Regions from separate parts of the Callithrix jacchus genome. Here region 2 is linked to region 1. A link is a contact called in public Hi-C data. All regions are on one chromosome and are shown on one strand. Each heading gives the region's core, a stretch centred on a gene start, on an enhancer-like site or on the middle of the called end of the contact. The rest is flanking DNA. Distances are from core to core; before and after follow the strand shown. Region 1 holds the start of SLC51B (SLC51 subunit beta). Region 2 overlaps UBAP1L (ubiquitin associated protein 1 like).

The links. Hi-C and Micro-C count contacts between places; a contact is called where the count stands out from the background.
Region 2: a Hi-C map of induced pluripotent stem cells shows a contact between it and region 1, with 1.8 times the contacts expected there. The contact joins the enhancer-like site here to the promoter of SLC51B in region 1. A contact is called at or near these places in 3 of 3 Hi-C or Micro-C datasets (induced pluripotent stem cells and skeletal muscle).

What each region holds. Positions count from the first base shown.
Region 1 is chr8:12,071,337-12,074,969 of calJac240_pri, forward strand. It overlaps SLC51B (SLC51 subunit beta), which reads left to right and starts at 1,778. Exons shown (of 4, transcript XM_002753239.6): 1 at 1,778-1,973.
Region 2 is chr8:12,131,899-12,135,531 of calJac240_pri, forward strand. It overlaps UBAP1L (ubiquitin associated protein 1 like), which reads right to left. Exons shown (of 6, transcript XM_002753241.6): 3 at 2,094-2,678. Among named protein-coding and RNA genes, the nearest start is that of RASL12, 14 kb to the left of the region's middle. Within about 2 kb of position 1,638, at least 5 of the 16 cell types and tissues checked have an H3K27ac peak or open chromatin away from gene starts, as enhancers often do.

The DNA.
Region 1 (3,633 bases), core at 528-3,027:
CGTGATCTGCTCCTGTCCACCCTCCTTATTCCACACCACTTCCCCTCATCACTGCGATTCAGCTACACTGGCCACCTTTTTGTCCCAGAGATATTAAGCTCATTATTTCTTCAGTGTCTTTGTACTTGCTTTTTTTTTTTTTTTTTTTTTGAGATGGAGTCTCAGCCCAGGCTGGAGTACAATGGCACAATCTTGGCTCACTGCAACCTCCATCTCCTGGGTTCAAGCAATTCTCCTGTCTCAGCCTCCTGAGTAGCTGGGACTACAGATGTCTGCCACCACATCTGGCTAATTTTTGTATTTTTAGTAGAGATGAAGTTTCACCTTGTTGGTCAGGCTGGTCTCGAACTCCTGACCTCAGGTGATTTACCTGCCTCGGCCTCCCAAAGTGCTGGGATTATGGGTGTGAGCCACCACGCCTGGCCTTTGTACCTGCTTTCTCAGGCCTTTGCATGGTTAACCCCTCATCAGTTTTAGTATAGTAATACAGTAATCATGGCTCCCCCACCCCATCCTGTTCTATATCATTATGTTCTTTAAATTATTCACAGAAATTATCACTAGCTGTAAGTATTTTTTAGTTATGTTTTTGCTTACGTTTTTGTTGGCTATCTCCTGCGGAGTTTGAGCTCCAAGAGAGCAGGGTCCTCACCGGTCTTATTTATCATGTATTACACAGTAGATGCTCAGGCAACATTTATTCAATGAATAAATGAATGCATTACAAAATGAGGAGGAGTGCCAGGCGCAGTGACTCATGCCTGTAATCCTAGCACTTTGAGAGGCTGAGGCGGGCGAATCACAAGGACAGGAGTTCAAGACCAGCCTGACCAACATGGTGAAACCCTGTCTCTACTAAAAATACAAAAATTAGCCAGGAATGGTGGTGCATACCTGGTACTCAGGAGGCTGAGGCAGGAGAATCGCTTGAACCCTGGAGGCGGCGGTTGCAGTGAGCTGAGATCATGCCACTGCACTCCATCCTGGGCAACAGAGTAAGACTCCGGTCTCAAAAAAAAAATGGGGTGGAGCTGGCGCTCCAGGCAGCCCCTAGGTTCCCTGCTGGGTCTTCTTTCCTCTGCCCCCTGCTGAAAACTGTTTAAGTCATAGAGGAGCTTGGGCTTGACATGTGACCTCACTCAGCCTCTGTTTCATTTGTGAAATAAGAAATAAGCCCACTCCTTGCTAAACCAACAGTTGCTTAAGATGCAAGGAGCCAGTTTGTGGAAAAGTCCACAGACTATCAGAGTTGAATGGAGCTGGCCTGGTGGGAGGAGCACCTCATTCCTGCTTCCCCACCAAGTTGCTTGCCTTGGCCTGCTTCCTGCTCTCTGGGTCACTGGTTCTCACAGATGCTTTCCCAACCCCCACCTCCAAAGGTCTTATTTTATAGCTCCTTGTGAGGAATTCACATGATACCACGACCTTCGCTATGAGAAAGCACAGGTTGTAAAAGGCCAGCCCTGGCTCCTTGCTCCATGGTTAAATATTGATGATATTGGGAATTAGAGACCTGGAGTGGGCACACCACATATTCCCCTGCAGTGCTGGAACCCACAGACCGCAGGTTCTCTGCAGCCCATTCTCCTGCCCGTCCAGAGGATCTGGATGTATTCTCTTTACTTGAAGCCAACATGTAACAAAGAAAGAACTGGGCTCATGGTGCTTTCAGATTGTGAAAGTCAGGTGGCGCTTGTTTGCACTCTGAGGCCACTCATTCAAGAGGTCAGTCACCCCGGAGTGGTAGAGAAGGCTCTAGGCCTGGGCGTGTGCTAAGGGCAGAGCTACCAGATGAGCCCAGCTGCCGCAGGCTCTCCAGGCACTGTCTCCTAAGTAACAGCTGTGACTGCCTGGGAGAGCTCATGTGCAAAGACAATCCTGTTGTCCCAATAAGAGGAGGAAGAGGAAGATACAGAAATCGGTGCAGCTCCCAACAGCAGATCAAGGCAGTCCCCAGGAACTCAGGACCCAGGGTGAGTGTCCTCATCTTGCCTTGGGGATGGGTGGCCCAGGTCTTTGGGAAGAAATCACAGTCCGACAGCAGATGGTTAAACCCTGTTTAAAACGCAGGGGTCTCCCAGAGGGGCCTAAATGAGACAAGACAACTAAATGCAGTATGACATCCTAAATGAGATCCTGGAAAAAGAAAAGAACATTAAAGGCAAAACTAATGACATGCAAATAAGGCATAAGGTTTAATTTATTCATGAAAGTGACAATATGATGCTCTCTCTAGAAGCAAACTGGATATGTGCTTCGATAGAAGTATGTGTTTGGCCAGGCCTGGTGGCTCAGGCCTGCTATAATCCCAGCACTTTGGGAGGTTGAGGCAGGTGGATCACCCCAGATCAGGAGTTCGAGACCAGCCTGACCAATGTGGTGAAACCCCATCTCTATTAAAAATATAAAAATTAGCTGGGTGTGGTGGCAGGCGCCTGTAATCCCAGCTACTCAGGAGGCTGAGGCAGGAGAATCACTTGAACCCGGGAGGTGGAGGTTGCAGTGAGCCAAGATCGTGACATTACACTCCAGCCTGGGCGACGAGAGTGAAACTCTGTCTCTAAAAATAAATAAATGAATAAATAAATAAAAATACAAAATTAGCTGGGCATGGTGCCTGTAATCCCAGCACTCTGGGAGGCCGAGGCAGGTGGATCACCTGAGGTCAGGAGTTTGAGACCAACCTGGCCAACATGATAAAATGCTGTCTCTACTAAAAATACAAAAATTAGCCAGGTGTGGTGGCACGTGCCTGTAATCCCAGCTACTTGGGAGGCTAAGGCAGGAGAATCGCTTGAACCTGGGAGGTGGAGGTTGTAGTGAGCTGAGATCACACCATTGCACTCCAGCCTGGGCGACAAGAATGAAACGTCATCTCAAAAAAAAGAAAAGTCTACAAACAGACAAAATATACATTAAACATATGCAGATAAATACACATACACATTGAAAACTGTAATTGCATGCATTCTTCTCATGAAGGCAGTGTGTACTCATAAGAAACCACACAGTGTAGACGGGGTCAACATGAATGCCCTGTGTGTCTAAGCCTCTTCCCACACCCTAGAGGAAGACTGTTTGGTTTCTCGACCTCTACACTTTTCTCTGTGAGTTCAGGGGGTCCGCATATGAGACAGGGGCCTGTGGCTGATGTTACCAATCAATCCAGGTACGCTTACATCTGAGACGGTGCTCTGGACAGTCAGTTGGAGCTAGAACACCGATCACATCTGTTAGCCATTCCTGTAACTTTGTCTTTCCATAATTTTAGATCGGTAGGTAGGTAGGTAGGTAGGTAGATAGACAGCTAGACTCTCCCTCAAACAAGTGAGTAGGCAGTGTGCAGCTGAGTCCTTGAAAGTCTCAGAAAGCACAGTGGCTCACGCCTGTATTCCTAGCACTTTGGGAAGCTGAGGTGAGTGGATCACCTGATATCACCAGTTTAAGACTAGTCTGGGAAACATGGTGAAATCCCATCTTTACTAAAAATACAAAAATCAGCTGGGCATGGTGGCATGTGCCTGTAGTCCCAGCTACTCAGAAGGCTGAGACAGAAGACTTGCTTGAACCTGGGAGGTGGAGGTTGCAGTGAGCGGAGCTCATGCCACTGCACTCCAGCCTGGGCGAGACAGC
Region 2 (3,633 bases), core at 388-2,887, 60 kb after region 1:
TGTCTAAAAAAAAAAAAAAGACAATGTGAGGAAAGTGACTAGTAAAAGGAATGTGAGGTCCCTTCTGTCTTATTTTGCAGACACTGAAATCAAGGTTCAGAGATGTTAATGACCAGACTGAGCAACGCACGCTTGGCACCCCCACCCTACTCAGGTTTGCTGCCCCATACTTTGGTGAGGGAGGAGAAGGGGTACGTCTTCCCAACCAGGCCCTCCTTGGGGGGCCAAACTAAAGTTTGGCTGGGCTGGGGTTTGGCAGGGCATGGAGCAGAGTAGGAACTGGGAACACCAGCCCTTCAGTTATGATGCTGGAGAAACCAAAACAGACCCCGGATTAAGGAGAATGACTTGAAGGAATTCCAATTGGTTTGGCTGTCGTCACCCCAACCCTTCTCCTGTGAGGAAGTACCTCTCTGCCAGCCCTGAATATTTCATCCTGTCCCCTTCTCCTAGGGAAAACCCAGCCGCCACCTGGCTCCTGGGAGGGAGTGTATACGTAACACACACGAATTCCCACCCATCAGCATCTTCTCAGTGCTCCCCCCCACACGACCTCATCCTAGGGTCTGCCCTTTACTACCTCAAGGGTGGAGAACTTCAAAGTAGGAGCTGAGTCTACTCTTATGTCCTTGAAAAAGATTTTTCGCCACTCTCTGCTTCATTTTCCATCATCTACAGGATACTGTCTCATCCCCACAGGGTTGCTGGGAGAATTCAATCAATCTTGACCAGGGCAGAGCCATCCTGGCATCAACATCTGGTCTTGGATGTGGGCATGGCTTATCCCCACCTACAGAGCCTCTTCTCTACTATGTATGCTCTCAACAACTGTGTGAACGGTTGCTGGCTCACTATGCAGGTAGAGAAGTGGTCATTCCGTGACTTGCCTAAGGTCACACACTGGTGCATGTTAAGAAACCAGACCTCAGGGCTGGGTGTGGTAGTTCACACCTGTAATTCCAGCACTTTGGGAGGCTGAGGTGGGCGGGATCACGAGGTCGGGGGTTCGAGACCAGCATGACCAACATGATGAAACCCCATCTCTACTAAAAATACAAAAATTAGCCAGGCATAGTGGTACACACCTGTAATCTCAGCTACTCAGGAGGCTGAGGCAGGAGAATCACTTGAGCCAGGAGGTGGAGGTTGTGGTGAGCTGAGACTGTACCACGGCACTCCAGCCTGGGCGACAGAGTGAGACTCCGTCTCAAAAAAAGAAAGAAAGAAACCAGACATCAGGTCTCTGTCTTTCGGATTGAATTCTACCTTGGCTTATTCTGCAGCATCTCCTGGGCTGACTGTGGGGCTGCTTGGGGGCAGAAAGCTATGCCCCACTACCACCTTCTGCTGCCAATCCTGACCCATGTTTTGTGGAGTCTGACACTTAAACAATTTGGAAGGGACCTTTAAGCTTCTGTGGTTCCACTGTAGGGTCACTTGTCCCTGCTCTTCAGGGTTCACTTCCTCCATCCTGAAGCCTTTCCAGCCGGCAGCAGCCCTGACTCTCCCTCAGCACCTGATCCCGCGGTACAGTGCAGGGTCTGGTCCCGCACCCTCGTGGCCAACCCTCCCTATCCTGTGGTTTTGACACTCCAACCCAGTGTCTGGCAGGAAGTAACTATCCATTGAATATTCCAGCTCCTCAGCCCACAGCAAACACCACCCAGTGGGAAGCCCGAGATTTGCGCTTTGTTCATTAATTCAGCAGACATCCACTGAGCGCCCTCTATGGGTCAAGTCGGCAGCTGGGTGCTCTGGAAACAAACGTCAATGCGATCCCGTCCCTGCCCCAAAGAGCTCATCCTTGGTTGGAAAAGACAGGTCCAGGATAATTAAAACCACTGTGACCTGCGCCCTAAAAAAAAAAGGCAAGGCAGGCATAGTGGTAAACGGGGGTATGGCAGGGACTACTCTACTCTAGGGCCGCAGGGGGACAACACGGTACAGGCCCAGGTGGGAGCAGGTCAAGGGAGGATGCAGAAGCGCTCAGAGGAGGGGACTGAGGCTGCGGGCCGGGCTGGACACCCAGATCAAGGGGACTGGGCTGCTGAGTGGCGGCCTTGGAGGGACTCAGAGGGAGGCAGAGTTCTTACCGCGACCGTGGGCTTGTGGCTCCGCAGCGGAGGGATGGCACCGGCCGTGGAGGGCCGCGGGGGCGACGCGGGGGCAGCGGTGGGCTGGGCCGCGGGTCCCAGGGGTGACGCGGGCCCCGGGGGTGACGCGGGCCCCAGGGGTGACGCGGGTCTGGATGACACGCTCAGCGCGCGGTGGCCGCGGAGGCCGTGCAGGAGGGCGCGGGGCCGGGCGGCGAGCTTCCCCTCGGAGAGCCGTCGCCGCGCCCCCGCCAGCTCCGACCGCACGCCACGCAGCAGGTCCAGCGAGCACAGGCGACGACCCGGGACGGGGCTTGCCGGGAGGCTGCAGGGGCCCGGGTCTTCCTCGCTGCCAGAGGAGGCTTCTTCCTCATCCTCGCCCTCCTCCTTCGGCCTCTCTTGGGGTCCGGCCTCCGGGTCTCTGATGGCTGCTGGCACAGGCGCCAGCACATGTTCGGGGCTGACCAGCAAGAGCCAGGCTGGAGGGGCTGACGCTGTCCCCGGGTCACCGCACTGGTACGGGCTGGGTCCCCGGCTGGCGGCCTCCACCCAGAAGAGTGCCCTCCTCTCCAGACTGAAGTCGTGCTGCGGAAAGAAGGCGCTGGAAAGCCGCGGGCAAACCAGGTCCCTGGAGACATAACCCTAACCCCTATCCTGGGGGACCCTGTTCAGCCAGAGACGCTCTAGGCCTGGCAGCGTCAGATTCTGAGCCTCGGGCTTCCATCACAGCCCATCTTTCTCTCGGTTTTAGCTAACACTGTGGTCGATGAATACCAGTAACAGTTTAATGGCAACCTGGCACAAATGACAACGTGATGAATTCGTTAATAGAATGAAATGTAATGACACCCAACATCTAAATCCCTTTGCCATTCAGTATGTAGTTGAGCAATAACTACTTAAACATTTTCTCCAGTGAAACGTGTTCTTAGCAAAGAAGCTCTCACCTGAGCCCAGCACAGTTTGCCACTGACTAGTCTGCTTTGGAGGCCCGCCTAGGCAGACAAACCTCCCTGGGGAGTGATACCTGTCCCCAGCCACTTTGCTGCTATCAGGGTTACTTTGGGGTCCTGGAAATGTCATAACCACTAATCTTTGTGGAACTCTGCTTAGTATGGTCTAGTGTCATTCCTATTTCCAGATTATGAAAATGCAGCTCAGAACACTGAACGTGCTAGAAGTTAGATTGGCAGTGAGGGGCTGAGCCGGTTTTCCTGGTGGACCTGACTGTAGTGCTTCGTATTAGACCACTGGAAAAAAAAAATCTGCAGTCCACATAAATAATCTAGAGTTTATAAAATGAGGCAAAATGAAATATTCCTGTCCCCTACCTTTAAACCGAAGAACAGAAAGCATAGGACTCCATCAAAAATATACACAAGTTTTAAAGGCAATTCTCTCTACCATGGCCAGTTAAGAAAGAAAGAGGCTGGGGTGGGGGAGCGAGGCAGAAAGACAGGCACAGACACTCAGACACCTAGATCACAGGTGCCGCTCCCTCTCACCCATGACACTTGGGGAGAAGTGAGTAAGTTAGCCG